Linked DNA regions of Anas platyrhynchos: all the other regions are linked to region 1. Evidence: chromatin contacts called from public Hi-C data. All regions are on one chromosome and are shown on one strand. The core of a region is the stretch at or near the end of the contact, and the rest is flanking DNA. Distances in the headings are between cores, read along the strand shown. Region 1 holds the start of LOC101793360 (high affinity cAMP-specific and IBMX-insensitive 3',5'-cyclic phosphodiesterase 8A). Region 2 overlaps FSD2 (fibronectin type III and SPRY domain containing 2). Region 3 overlaps LOC101793360 (high affinity cAMP-specific and IBMX-insensitive 3',5'-cyclic phosphodiesterase 8A).

The links. Hi-C and Micro-C count contacts between places; a contact is called where the count stands out from the background.
Region 2: a contact with region 1 is called in a Hi-C map of F1 follicle, with 4 times the contacts expected there. The contact joins the enhancer-like site here to the promoter of LOC101793360 in region 1. A contact is called at or near these places in 2 of 8 Hi-C or Micro-C datasets (F1 follicle and liver).
Region 3: a contact with region 1 is called in a Hi-C map of subcutaneous adipose tissue, with 2.3 times the contacts expected there. The contact joins the enhancer-like site here to the promoter of LOC101793360 in region 1. A contact is called at or near these places in 3 of 8 Hi-C or Micro-C datasets (liver, skeletal muscle and subcutaneous adipose tissue).

The regions. Positions count from the first base shown.
Region 1 is chr11:14,815,284-14,820,173 of IASCAAS_PekinDuck_T2T, forward strand. It overlaps LOC101793360 (high affinity cAMP-specific and IBMX-insensitive 3',5'-cyclic phosphodiesterase 8A), which reads left to right and starts at 2,795. Exons shown (of 28, transcript XM_027466406.3): 1 at 2,795-2,926; 2 at 3,924-4,028. The coding sequence starts at 3,972.
Region 2 is chr11:15,001,917-15,006,806 of IASCAAS_PekinDuck_T2T, forward strand. FSD2 (fibronectin type III and SPRY domain containing 2) reads right to left here. Exons shown (of 13, transcript XM_013106377.5): 12 at 3,510-3,686; 13 at 1-1,263. The coding sequence ends at 1,011. Among named protein-coding and RNA genes, the nearest start is that of FSD2, 18 kb to the right of the region's middle. Within about 2 kb of position 1,850, at least 4 of the 8 cell types and tissues checked have an H3K27ac peak or open chromatin away from gene starts, as enhancers often do.
Region 3 is chr11:14,980,827-14,985,716 of IASCAAS_PekinDuck_T2T, forward strand. LOC101793360 (high affinity cAMP-specific and IBMX-insensitive 3',5'-cyclic phosphodiesterase 8A) reads left to right here. Exons shown (of 28, transcript XM_027466406.3): 23 at 549-4,621. The coding sequence ends at 658. Among named protein-coding and RNA genes, the nearest start is that of FSD2, 39 kb to the right of the region's middle. Within about 2 kb of position 3,000, at least 2 of the 8 cell types and tissues checked have an H3K27ac peak or open chromatin away from gene starts, as enhancers often do. A contact at or near this core is called in subcutaneous adipose tissue, where this site is marked.

The DNA of each region.
Region 1 (4,890 bases), core at 1,545-4,044:
CCCATGCGCACACAATAATTGTGATTGACCTGCCAGTGATAAAGGTGCTGCATGTGCACTGACCTTAATGTTCTCTTTCTATGGAAAACGTGCTGCTGTCTACTCTGATGTGATAAGTTGTTTCTCATGTTCTTTAGAGCCATAGGAAAGGAAGAATAGGTGGGGTGGCTGGCCTGTCTATGAAGTTTTCTACCAGTTTATTCCAATAATGAAGGTAGCTCCTTCAAAACTAGTGTAGACTAGAGATTTTGACATCACAGGAGAAAACACTGAAGACACGTTTATATCCAATGTTTGACTAAGAGTTTTAGACCCCAACAAATGCTTAAGCTCTGTAAATTTTTTTTCAGTTACCATCCTGTTTTGATTTGTAGCGTTTAATTAAAGCATTGGTATCCAATGGTGAAGATGACTGAAAAATTACAAGGATTCTTGGGTAGTTGTTTATACCCATCTGGGAGGAATGTAAAAAGCAAATGGCTCAAAACAAAACAAGGGCTATAGATCACCCTTTGTATTAAACACAATATTTTAAGTTTGAAGGAAAAAATGCTAAATTCTTTTTTTTTTTTTTTTTTTTCAATCACCGTGTTTCTCACAAACTCTGTTGCCTGTGGGATGTTTCCTTTTAGGCATGTGATGCATTTCTGTGGAACCCTGTACTCCTGTTTCAATCTTCTGAAGGCTCACATGTTCTGGGTCTTAAAGAAAGTGCAGTAATCTTTACTTTGATGACAAATACATGATCCCTAACGCTGGAACACAGCTGTCTTTACAGCAGGCCTGTGAATGTGTCTTGCTGATTTTTTTCTTCAACTCATTTTCAGAAGCAGAAACAACCAACCCAGCCGAACAAACATATTGACTTGGGAGTTCAGGCTTCTAGTTTAACAGGAAATGCTTTCCTATTTAGGCCATGCCTAAAAATAGATTTGAAAGCTGCTAATGTGAAATTAAGCTTTAGTCTTAGTTCTAGTACTTAGATGAAGAGCAACTTCAACAATTAGTACCATTTTTCTTTCATATGCATTTTGTTGTTTTACTTAGGTGAAGTTAACACGCAGTGTAGATGGAATTTCTCCTGCTTCGTATGCTTTGGGGCAAGCAGAACTGTGTTTAAAAATCTGTGTATAGTCTCAAAGGATCAGAATTCTTCTTTTCCATTAATAGTTCCCTTGATTATGTCTGGTAGGACTTTAGAAAAGGATGTTATTAAACACCAAATTAGGTGCAAAAAAAAAAAAAATGAACATCAGCTTTTTCCCAGCTTTTTGCTTATCCTTTATAAAAATATATATATATTTTAACCTTAAACTGCTCACACAGTAGCAAGTCTTTCAGCCTGCAAACCACCACTATGCTTCTGAAGTTGTTTGTTTTTTGTTTTCTGCTAGTAATACATATTCTTCTACCTCATCCTTGGAGGTTTTGGCTGAATAGATTTGCCTCTAACTCATGTTTCCTTCAACAAGGAAGGCAGGGGAGTTTTTCCATATAACCAGAAGCTTTCTGTTCAGTTTCAGCAGTGGCATCAGAATAGAGATTGCAGAGACACCCTAGGAGAGATGTATTGACAAAAAGAAGTGTTACTACCATCATTTAGGGACAGAGGATCTGGTAGTGTGAATATTTTTGAGACCTTCTCAGATCTGTCTCCTTGACTGACCTTGGCTGGTCACTTAGCCAATTTACTTCCACATAAGGAAAAAGCGAACCATGCTTAAGTACTCCATGAAGTGTAGCGATGGTTAAACAATACATGCCTGGAAACTGCTTCAGTTTGCAAAAGTGCTGAAGACTTTTTGTGATCCTGTATAAGTCTCCTGCAGCACAAGACCAGAGAGAACAAAGTTTCTGTCTCTCTTGCAGCTGCAATATTTTCCCACCAGTGCACAGTACATATGCAAATGTATTCACAAGTATGCTTACAAATGTCCCTGGGGTTGATACGCACTTCTGTATAACCAAATGTAGAATTACCATTTCTTACACTTTCTTCTGTCTTACCAGTGCTATTGAGAGATATGATTATGCTGCTATAGGACAGAATCTATGAAGTGAACAACGCAATGACAAAAAAAAAAAAAAAAAGAAAAAAAAAAAAGTATATTTTAAAGCTCTAGTAGGCTTTCTTTATGGTGGAAGAACTGGAAAAATGCTGATGAGAATCAGCATTTTCCCCAGTAGCCCATTCAAGAGGGAGTGATGCAGAGACAGCAAAACCTTAAGAGGAATGATGAAGGGAACATGATATATAATACTGCTCTGGTAGATGCCACCACATAACGTTGATACTTATAATCTTCCAAGTTATTTTTATTCTTGCAGAGAGGGAGGTCAGCCCATGTCACAGTTGGTTTTGGTTAGACAAGACCCTGGAAATAGGAACACATGGTGAGAAACAGGAGCGCTTGGTTTCTGCTTTGATATCCAATTACAAGCAATTTTTGGAGGCCAAATTACATGTGGGCAACAGGCCTTGCTATTGGGTGAGATGGAGGAAGCAGGCGTGATGGTGTTTGACCACCTCTGTTCCAGGCTGCAGTTTATATATGTAAATAAAGTAGATTAAACATGGGCTGGACTTGAATTTTTCATAATTTTTCAGTCTGAGAAGGCCTTAAATAATTGGTATTCACAATAGACGGTGTCAAAAGAATCATTAGAAACATAGTCTTGACTGGAAGCTTTAAGGAAAGGTGATAAATCAGTTGCCAAATCTACAGAGAGAGATTTTCAGGGTGGGCTCAGCTCAGCTGCAGGGAATTAGCCAGCCACGCTCCAGGCAGTGGTTCTGGAGGGCTAGGATTTCCCTTGCACTTTGCTTCTGAAACTTGGCTGCAGTAGGCTCGCTGGTTACAGGAAGCCATGTGCTGCATCTGTGTAAATACCTGCAATAACAGTTCTTTGTGTCTATTGTTTTTTGGTAAGATATGTTTCTTAAGGTACCAATGCCAAAACAGAGAGGATGTAGAAAGAAGGTGGGGGTAGCCTCTTGCAATGTACTTGTATCTGTCGTTTGTGGTTGGGAATGCTAAGTGCTGGTATACAAAGTAGGGGAAGGAGAGCTTTTTTTCCCTAATTAGAGGGCAGAAGGGAAAGAATGGTTTTCTCCAGTCAGTTCCTGTAGGCTGTGCCTGTTCTAGCAGAATGTGATTGTTTCTTGGTGTTGATTACTCCTGAATCTTCCTGCTGTCTAGTTCAAAATACTGTCATTTGGTTTTACTTTTGGTATCCATCTGATTAATAGCACAAACAGCAAAGTTTGGTGGGTAGCACTGCAACTCCTATGTTGATGCTTAAGAGGCATAGGCTGATGTATGTGCAATTCCATATGAAATTTGTTTGGTTTTTTAAATCAAAAGTTAGGTCCACTGGGGAAAAGGAATTTGTCTTGCTTTATGGGCTGCTGGTGGGAATTAGACTGTTGGATCCACAAATATTTCTGCTAGTCAATTATGTTGCCAGAGTTGAATTCCCTGTTCCAGCCTTCCAGAGTTGCAGGGGCTCTTCATTCTTGCTAGGGTGAGACCCAGTGTGTTTAGCTCTGCTGAAACTGTCAGGATGCCCCTCGGCCTCTGGCATTTATCACTTCCCAGGAGTATCTGCTTCTGCTTCGCATATGCTAGAGCATTCTCAGAGCTTAATTGAGCAGACAGGAAATAGTTCTATGATAATGAGTGATGTCCCAATTAAGTGGTTCATTCATTAGTTTATAGCAAATTGTCACGATTTATGTGTTGGTGAAGTCAGATGTATGAATGAGAAACAGAACTTTCCAAATGTTTTCTTACTGGAATGGTATTTTCATAAGCTTGGTAGTGTGACGAATTAGACAGCCCTACAAAAAAAATAGTCTAGCAAATCCACTGCATGCTCTATAACACTTTATACCATCTCTCTGTTCACTTTATGTCTTGCAGGACAAGAGAGAGGGAGAAGCTATTTGGCTGAGACCCAGAGTGGATAACATGAAAGTGATTCTAGCTGGCAGGGATAAGCAGGAGGAGGAACTGGCAGAGACTAAGGTAACACCCTCAGCTATGCTAGTCTATCTGTAATCTACATGGATGATAGTTAAGGGACCTCAGACTCAGCTTTGCTTCAGAAGAGCAATAAGTGTTTTTTAAATCTTAGGTAGCCTTCCCCATCTAAAGTATGGTGTATGGTTTTCCATCAACCCTGTTTTACATACCCTATCTTGCCTCTATCTTTTTATGTTCACCACAGTGACAGATTAATTTTTAGACAGTATATAGACCTGGATTTATGCACCTATTTTGCTGTGACTGACAGTAGCTACTTTTGGAGTTCTATCTCTATGTGATTTGAAACTTGTGGAAGTATTTTCATTTCACTTCCACTACGCAATGAAAAAATAATCTCTATCTTTGTAGTGCTCTTTCTTCTCATTGCTTGGGAGGTATTGTACTGTGCTGTAGGTGTTGTTAACACAGCACAAAGATCTTTAATAGTTGCAGTTCTTTATTCAAACATTTGTTAATAATGATTGGTTTGTCTCCTTAGTCATCTATGTTTCGTTTTGTCCACAAGATGGTGTTGATATTCTGCCCTTTTCATGAGCTCTGTGTCAATGGAAACATTCACCAAGGCACATAACCTAGAAAGAGCTCACCATTAGATAACCTTTAGCGTTACCTGCATGACAACCTCTAAGGCCTGGCAATCATTTACAAAGTAGACCTTATCCCCATGAAGTAAAGGAGGTGTAGAAATGGTGGTGCCTCACTGACACCCATTCCCAAAACCAGTGTCCTGCAATGAACTTGAAAACCTGTTTGGTGGTTTGCACAGAACAACAGGGACTAATGCCCACTCCACAGTCCATGGTGCCTTCCACTGATGGGCCTCTGGGATGTGGTGAGTGTA
Region 2 (4,890 bases), core at 600-3,099, 190 kb after region 1:
TTGGAGCAGGACAGCCTGCTTTAGGGGTAGTGCCTGTCTCGTGTCTGGAAATGAAGTCTGAACAAGGACATTTCAGTTGAGTACTGGACTGCTACTTCCAGCCTACACTGCAGCCCCTAGGCTTCTGGGACATGGCATCAAAGGTCAAAAGTTCTCAGTGCTGAGGGGGTGGAAAAATCTATGAGTATGCAGGATATACCAAGGCAGGGATGAGCATGGCCATCAAACAAACAAACAAAAAGCTAAAAAAAAAAAAAGGTGCTTTAGACTGGCAACCAGTCACTGCAAAACACCTCCATCTGGTTTTGGTTTTGCGTTTTCCCTGATAAAAAGCATTCTTACAGAATGCTTCTCATTTATTTAAAGTATTTGAGACTAGGGCATGGTTGAGTATTTCAATAAGCTTCACAGTTTCAATCCACTTACTGCGTATGGTATGCACTAACAGTTCACACACAAGGGAGGCGTTTTTGATTATCTCGTGTCACAGACTGTGTAGTGGCGAGAATACTTGATTGTGAGATCAGCTTCATGCTTGGAGTGTTTTCAGCTCTGTCTAGCAGCTGTACAGTGATTATGCATTTTGCTATTTTTGTTTTTCGTTTAATTTTTAGCTCTTCAGCAGACACAGGAGTGGAGTTTACGATTGCTGTGGAATAAGGGAGTTCCCCAAGCATAAATGGGTACTGGGGGAAACAGTAATCCAGTTGCCAGTGCTGCTTGGTAACAGTGTCACTTGTGGGAAGGATGGGAGTCGTTTCAGCCCTCAGTGATTTGGAGAACAGCTCCAGGATGCTGATGGATCTTCTGACTAATGTTTTTCTACTGAGATCCTGCCTAAGATGAGAGGAATTGTCTAAGGGTTAGGCCTGGGAGCTTGTTTGGGTCAGGGTTATTTTGCCATCCTTCTTAGGAGAGAGCTGGTTTATAGGGAGTGTGCTTGAGCAGTTAATGCTGAAAAAGGGCATTTCGCAATGCTATATGTAGGTTTGGCAGCAGAGGAACACAGTTTATGGGAGGGCTGTCCATGGGGGTGCTGCAATGCCAGTACGTATCTGTAGGATACCAGGTGTTTCCAAAGCAAAGCAGGGGTGGACGTAATGCTGGAAGTGTGAATTGAACGTGTAAAGGTGCTGGGCAATATCAGCATTGAAAAATGACAGTCTGTAGTTCTCATAGTCCAGCAGGACGCCAATCCTTGTGGGGGGAATGGTAATTCTGATGTCTGGTGTCATCCCGCTGTGCAGGAATTCATATTTGTGCCTGTAGGCAAGAAGCACAGTCAAATACCGAAGGGTGCCCTGCTTCTCTCAAAGAGAAGCACTTTGTGCGCGCAGGTATGTGGCAGGGTGTTCCACTTCACATGTGTGCTATGGACAGTCCCATCCCTCCTGTGTGCCCCTGCCCCATGTTTACTGCCCCTGCCCCTGCGCTGAGCAATGGCTGTTTACCTGCAGGTGAGTGCTACTTTTCTACACAACCTTATCCCTCAGTGCTCAGATCTGCCTGACCCATGTAACAGGCCTTTACTTCATGTTCCCAGCTGGCTGCAAATGGCTGGGTGGAGACACTTGGGAAAGGATGAGGTCAGAGCATGTTAATTTTTCTCTTCTATTAGGTTTTATCTGAAGTCATCCCTTACTGTCTGAAGGAGCTGTGCTCTTTCAGGCCAGTTAGGCTTGCCCCAGAGCACCACTTGTTGGCTCCTCAGCCTTGCAGCTCCACAGCTGTAGGCCCAGCCAAGGAGAGTTGATGAGGTGACTCAGCCAGGCCCTGCAGTGCTGCCCACTTGCTCCCTGGGGCCTGTGGTACCGAGCCCCCTTTCCTGCCAAAGGCACAGGAACTGGGAACTGCTCACACCCACGTCTGCAGCAGCAATGAGGGAGTGTAATCCCTCGGGCAGAGTCTGACTCAGAGTGTGGCTCGGCATCCTCCAGACTATTTGATTTCATTTTTCAAACCCCGTTCTCTAAATTAACGTTTCTGGCTGCTCTTCCTACAAGACAGCTCCCTCCTCAGCCAGGGGGGTGTAGATGGGGAATTTCCAGCCCTCATTTACTAGAGGGTGACTTCTTTTAATCATGATTCCTGAGCTGTGGATTAATGGAGGCCGTGAAGGTGCACTTGTACATAGCTGCTTTGTCGTGAGGGTAGCCCTCTTCTTCCATATGCAATCACCATTTGAGTAATGCTGAGGTCCTGTAGCAGTTACTCAATCTGCTCTCCCTAGTGTGGCACGCTGCAACCAAAAATATGAGACTTCTATGGGAACGTGTGCCTTTCTGAGCTGAAGTGAGAAGATTTATTCAGCTAAAGTGAGTTATCTGGTATTTCACAAGGGCCAGCTTCTTCACTAACCACCTCCTCCACCCACACTGCTCAAACCTGAGAAAATTTCCCTGTAGAGCTGGGTATGACAGTGACTCAAACTGAGCAATGGCCTGGCTCTGCATTCTCTTCCCTGAAGTCCATGCTCATTGCTTCAGAAGAATAAGAGCAAACCTCAATGTACCTCTTAGCTCAATGTAGCAAGCAAATCAAATTAGCCTTCCTGCAGTGTATGGAAGAGTCATTAACCTCAGTGGGTTTCGTCGCTCTCATTAAGCAGCACTTCTCGCTGTGTGGGAGGCAAATGCCAGCACTGTCAAGGACTTTGGTTGTGCAGCAGGCCGATGGCTGGGGAGTTGTGAGCAGCAAGCACCTGGGAGTGTGTGCTCCCGCCAGCTCAGCTGCATCTAAAACCTCTCTGTGTACCAGCTGGCAAGGACAGGAAGCTTTGGAAGCACGCTGTGCCATCATTACCATCTGCTGACAGTGTGCATGCCGGAGCTCTCAGGTGGCATCCAAGTGTCCTGTTCAGGGGTCCCAGCACCACACTGGCAATTCATGCAGGCTGAGTGGCGTTCAGACAGGCGATGGGAGTTACTCAGGGATGCCTGAGGCTTGCTCCTGGGTCCTTCACAGGGTGCCTGAATCTCCCGTGAGATTCTAAGGTGATGATGTTAATTTAGTTGTCATTGTCCAGGGGAGAGCCAGCAGTCCCAGCTGAGGCATAAGGGGAAGCTGGCATTTCTGCGTGCAGGTGTGGCTGTCTGGTACCTCCATGAGGACAGAGGTCAAAACACGGTGCATACAGCTGGGTTTAGCTAGGTTTGTACTTCCTAAGTGGCATAGATCTGTTACTGGCTGTCTTCCCACTGGGGTTTCAGTGACCTATAGCTAACTTCTGTAATGCAGATTCTGTTCAAATTTTTGTTCCTGGGACTGCCTCTTTCAATGTGAGAATGTCATAAAGCAGTAGGATGTGCTTAAAGGTTCCAGTATCCATCCAACACCGCATTACAGTGCCTATGGTGGAATAATCACAGGCCCCTGGTTAAGTGTTCGGCTGGGGCTTTGATGTAAGATCTCCAGCCACCCCTACAAGCCTGAGCTCTCTGCTGCTCTGTCTTCAGGTGTACATGCAGGAGGTGTTGTGTAGGAGACCTGTAGCCTCCAACAGCTCTTACCTTGATGGTGTGATGATGTGCCTCATGCACCAGGATGAGTTGTTTGCCCCCAGATAACCATGCCTCGGAGTGTTTTCAAAAGCCACACCAATTCTGTACTCTGTATCTTCCTCAGCTTCCACCTCCCAGTAATGCTTCCCTGGGAATGGGATCAGACTGCCCAGGATCCCAATGCACCTGTGAGAGACAGGAATATGCTCTGGCAGGAACTCTTTGCAATGCTATTTAAAATGTTTAACTATGTAATATACCTGGATGTTACATATCAATAAATAGTGTTGTTTCCTTAGTGCAGCGCGGATTTTTGATGACAGTGAAGTCCACATGCTGAGGAACTGACAGGTTTCTTTGTGACACCAACCCTATTTTATCTTTGGGCAGCTTTGTATGAATGAATGCCCTGGGCACTTTCAGGACTAGGGAGAATAGCATCCTGTGCTGCCTGGGTTGTCTGGGGAAATTTTTACTTGCTAGAAGAGTGCTCTGGTAAACCCCAGTGTAGTAGGGAAAAAATCTACACGTTTTGTGTTTTCTTCCCAGACAAGCCGGGAAGAAATTTTATGTCACCCGCTATGAGGAATGGAGCACTGTAACAGTGTGAAACTGCTGGGGCAGCTGGGGAGGGGGAGGCCAGCCTGCGCTGTGGGTAGATAAACCACCAAGAATTGAACATGGTAGTAGGGCATGGAATATGCTTGGGTACCTGGGCAAGTAAATGTTTTGACAGTAGATTTTGGCTTCTATCCTCAAAGGTAGGAACCATAGTCTGCTATCCTTTGTGATAGGAACCATGTAAAACATACTTAAAAAAGATGTCTGAGAAAAACTGACAGAGATAACACGCCACAGAGACCCTTCAGCTTGTTTTATGTGAACAGTCTGTAAGTCAAAGGAGTTGGTACCTTTGAAGAGGCAAGTCTGCAAAAACAGTTTCTGAAGCAAGAAAACTGGGCAAAAGGACCCATGTGAAATGCTTCTGAAACACCCCAGCTCAATTTAAGAGGGCAGCATGAGTCCTGTAAGACTACACCCCAGCTTTGCTTCAGAAGAAGTGGATAGTGTATGAACTGTCATTGCTGCATCACAGGGCATAGCACGTTTCAAAACACACCTGAAGATTTGGATGTGGAGTCACAGCCTCTATATTTTTGAGGTAGAATTGTCTAAGGATATAAATTACAGAGGCAAAGGATGTTGCTGGTTGAGCTTCTCTACCTCCAGGTAATACCGAGAAATAACTGCACTCAGCATGCTGAGGGCCTGATGTGTAACAACAGGCACAGCGAGGGTGGGCTGTACTTTGTGCCACCCCAGCAGCAATCATGTAAAGTAAGTGTACAGTTCATTAGAAGTGCATGTGTGTGTCTTGGGAATGGCTTAA
Region 3 (4,890 bases), core at 1,750-4,249, 170 kb after region 1:
GAGTTTAACTTTTTTTTTTTTTTTTAAACTTGCTTCTCTATAAATGGAGAACAGAACACATTCTCTTTGATAGCACTTTGGGCATAATCATTTTGTCTGTGTTAATATCAGTTACTCTTCAAGACAAATTTCTACAGTCTGGAAACTGCTTGGGGGAGCAGCTATTTCCTTCCAAGTGCTGCCTCCGTGGTAAAAGTGGTCAGAAATGTGACTCTCCTGAATGCCAGATCATGACATGTGACTGAGATTTGATAAAGTAGGGTAATTACAGGCATAATTAGTTATGCCCCTCCTGCAAAACTGCGCCCCTTTGCTGGTGCTTGCATTACTAGTATTAAATAGACTCACAGAATTGTTCTCAGTAGCCTGGGAAGATACGTGAGTGATGAGAGCTATAAAGCCAGAAACATTTCAAGTATCAGTATGACAGATTTAAGCTTTCCTACTTAACGCAGTTGCCCAGACATTTCAAGTGATATTTAAGCAGACAGAATCATGTGACTGTTCCAATTCTGCAAACTAAATACACTCTGCCCTTTCTTCCCTAGCATTTGCAGACCTGCCAAATTTGATGCAGCATCTGGATAATAACTTTAAATACTGGAAAGGACTAGATGAAAGGAAGCTGCGGAGCCTTCGACCACCACCACCAGAATAGCAATTAGACTATGGTGTGTAATTTACTAACCAGATGCATATTTATTCAAGCTCACTTTTGTTCATGTGATTTGAGATTTGTTTTGGTCTCTTCAGTATTACAGTAAGGCTAGCCCGTGCACTTGGGGAACTTTCAAATTCAAGAGAACATGAGGTCAGCAGTTGACTTCCACAAACTACCATGTGTGGACTCCAATGAAATAAGCCTATCAAGTGGAATTACACTGGATTGCTGCAGTACTCGTACTGAAGAGGGTTCATTAGTGAACATGTTTTTGTGCTATCTTCATACCAGTATGTGAAGCTGGAAGACCTTGAAGAATTCTCATAAAAAAGGACATTCACCAGAAGATTTTGCATAATCCTCAATTCCGCAAGTGAAAAAGAAATATCTATTAATAGTGACTCACAGCTTTTATGAGAAAGCTACATGCTTTTTATAAGCACTTAAGACAGTTACGTAGAACAATCAGACATTTAAAATGCAACTCTCCATGAAGGAATTTTTGATCTATGAAAAATAGATGTACTCTATTTTTTCACATCACAGAAGGTGCAATCATTCACTTCTGAGCACTACTGAAAGTGAGTTCTCTTTAAGAAATTTAGTAGCAAATGTAAAAAATAACACAAGAATTTTTGAGGTTGATCGTTAGCATCTATGATTAAAATGATATGTTTTATTTATTTTGTTAGATGTTCAATATTTTCTATGAATTTATAAATACTTAAAAGCCAAAGCCAACTTTAGATGCATTACAAATTTACATGATTCATACTCATTAATATACATTTAATTGATGTACAGACCTTTTATTTTCATAATGCAAATACAAAATACTATACAATGATACATTTTTATTGCACTGTAAGGATAGATGTGTATGTTTAAATATTGTCTGATTTATGTTAATTAAAATAAGTTTTATTGCAAAGGTCTCACTTGAGAATAGTAGAATAAACAAGAAATGTATACTGTCTGAGCACCAGAACTGCAGTAGTTCTCCCACAAACCAGTGACGACCACCTGATCTTCCCTTGGCTACAGAAGATAATAATATGTTGGAACTTTTTGTTTTCTCCCATGAAATTTTATGACTGAATTCCCTGTCAAAGTCTGCCTTATTTTATATAGTATTTCTACAAAGCATTCCACAGCATATATGAAGAGGTAATACTAAACATCTAATGAATTTCAACATTTTATAGCGTATGTATTTTCCTCTGCCATGAAAGAAACAGAACATAAAACCTCCAACAAAAACCTTTAACTCAACAAGTTTGTAAAGGCTGTGTACCTTCACAATTTGAATGAAACCTTCATAGCAAACACCAGAAAATAATAAAATGTATATTTTAAGAAGTGTCAAAGTCCTAGCCATTTCATTTGAAATGTATACGTACTTTGTAGTTTGCAGATGAACAGATGCATGAAATCCTTTTTAAAATAACTGCTGTCTGGGGAAGGGAGGAGTTGAGGGGGTTGGATTGGCAATAAGGGTGATGAAAGGTGGTATATGGCTAGCAAGTCCCTCTGTTTGTGGCCTGCCCTTGGCAAACCCATCAAACCCTTCTGTGCACTTAAGACACTGTACACAGCTAGAAGCAGTGCCATGCTGTATTGCACTGAAGGACTGAAGGAGTATCCTGTCAGCCTTTCCAGTAGGCAGGAAGCCACTCCAAAAGCACTGAAGGAATTGTTAACTATTGTCAGTTCAGAGTCAATTGACTGATTTTAGAGAAGGGACGTTTTGAACCATTCCTCAAGAATCACAAGCTGAGGAGAGGTGGACGATGGAGCAGTTCAGGGGCTGCAGCAGCAGGAGCCTTAAAGCAGGTAAGAAAGGAACAGGTGACCGCTCCAGGTGTTACCTGTTTCTGTGTTTCTCCTTCATCTCCTAGCTAATGATATTCATGATATGCTACTATTTGTAGCTCACTGCTCTTTGTGTTTGCATTGTGCCTTTCTGCCAGTGCTGCCCTCACCATGTTTGTATGTTCTCCCTTCCTACTTGGTATCTGGGTTAAGTGTTGGGGCAGCAGGCAATTTCCTTTCCTAATTCCCTTTATTTTATCAGTGCTTGTATATTGCCAAATCTGGTGGGGCTCAGACCCTGCCTAGGAACATCCAGACCATACCGATATGTCAGTGATTATAGCTGGATAGAGGGTATGGGGTCCTCGTTGATCTTCCAGGGGTTTGACAATCATTACTGAAGGTTAAAAACAAACAAACAACAACAAACCACTCTATCTTTTCAAAGGGAACGTGCAAGTAGAGGGTGAGTTAGCTGCCAGATGTGTTGTTTTCCTGGCAGCGTTACACTGTGTCTCCATACACATGAATCTATTGTAATCAGCTGTAATTTGCCACCTGGTGTTAATCTCTTCCATTGCATGCAGGCTCCTGTGCCTAGTTCAAGGAAAAAAAAACTACTCAGGCTCCTTTAGAGGAAAGCTGCATCAGGCCTTCAATATCTCTACTAACGAGCTGCAAAGAGGATATGAGAGGAAAAGTAACAGCATAAGAGTCCAGAGAATGCCTTCAGGAAGGGGGTAAAAAACTTCCTTCATAAGCGTAGTTATTGTTCTGGGTTGTATTAACGAACGGTGAAAGCAGTTAATCTGCTATAAAAATGCCTGCTGCATCATCACTGAAAAGATGTGAACAATATGATTAATTCCCTGAAATTCACACTGCGTCTTTAATGCCATTACTTGGAGTGTAGAGCTGTGCTAATCAGCCCTCTGTATCAGCTAGATTTATGCCTGTATTGCTGTACAATAAATTCACTAAATGTAAAACAGTAATTTGCAGCCACTGAATGCAGCTCTGTTCATTCTGTTGCCCATCTAAATTTTCCTGTTGCCAGGGACAGATTATAATTAAAGAAAGTCTGGAACCAGCATGCCTGATCCTCACCCAAGTTCTCTTCCCACTGAGTGTCTCTCAGTGGATTACATCCCTTTTGCTTTTTCAGTCTGGCACCCAGGGATGGAGCTCTGCTGGGGACAGGAACCATGAGTTTACTGATGTATTGATGGTCCTTGACTATGGAAGGGAGAACACTGGAACTGGAAGAGTATGTTTAAAATTATTCCCAGTTTCAGACAGTCTTATACAGAGTCTACACTTTTCCTTTATTCTTGGTTTAATGCTAATACAAGAGTAAATTCCAATGTAGACATGATAATGGAGAGTTCTTTTATTCACCTCTGGGGCTTTAATCTTACAGCTTGTTTTAAAACTGAATAAGGTTCAGCAATTGAGCATTAAATGAGCCGTTCAGAATTGTTAGCTGGTTTTCATGTTACGTGTTTTTATTCAGGCAATACTGCTGCTAAACCTGGCTATCAATTTAGTTGCTTCCAGGTGACTCTGGAGCTGTTATGATCTGGAGAAAAAAAAAAAAAAAGTTGGTACTTCAGCAAATTGCCCAAGATGAATATCTTGGTCCCTTCAAGGGATAGGTATAAAATTCTGGGTAATAACTGCCTTTTACAAAGGAGTTATTGCGTGTAGCCAACTTGTCACAGGTCTGAATCTGGATTTCATACTAGTTTTCCCAATGGCTCTATATAAATTAAAAATCACCCAAAATTAAATGAATGTCTTGGTTTTTGTTTCAGTGCTTTTCTTGGTAGCTGTCTCTGCTTGTCTCAGTAGACACATCATTGATACGATACTTGAGAAAATGTGTCATGAACATGAAGGAATTCAAGCAATGACAAAGCCTTTCCTATATGAAAGAGGAGAAAGGGTAATAAAATTAACTATCTACTAATCCCTCACAGGATGCTCAGAGACAGCACAGGAAAACTGTAGCCAGTTGTGTCCTTCTGTGAGACCAGAAGGGTTTGAGTCATGACTCTGAGTGGAGCACTCCGAAATGAAGTCTCAGAGCTGTTCACAAGCTTCAAAACAAGTAATCTCTCTGCTGACGTGTGACATCATGCCTCCAAGGTACAGTGGTCCCGGGGTGCTCATTAAATGATAGTGGGATGGATTGCATTTCATCCTTACATGATGTTTGGATGCAGAAAACAAGCTTTTAAATTACTGCCATGTCCCTCCACAGCCTGTGCTACAGGTTCAGAACAAAGGGATGTCCAGGTGCTTCACGTACTTTTTTTTTTGTTTTGCTGAAGCTTTGGTTCTGTAGGCAAAGGATTTCTTTGTTGTATCTCCACTAAATGCTTTCTCTTATTCCTGCTTTGAATGTTACTAGGGCA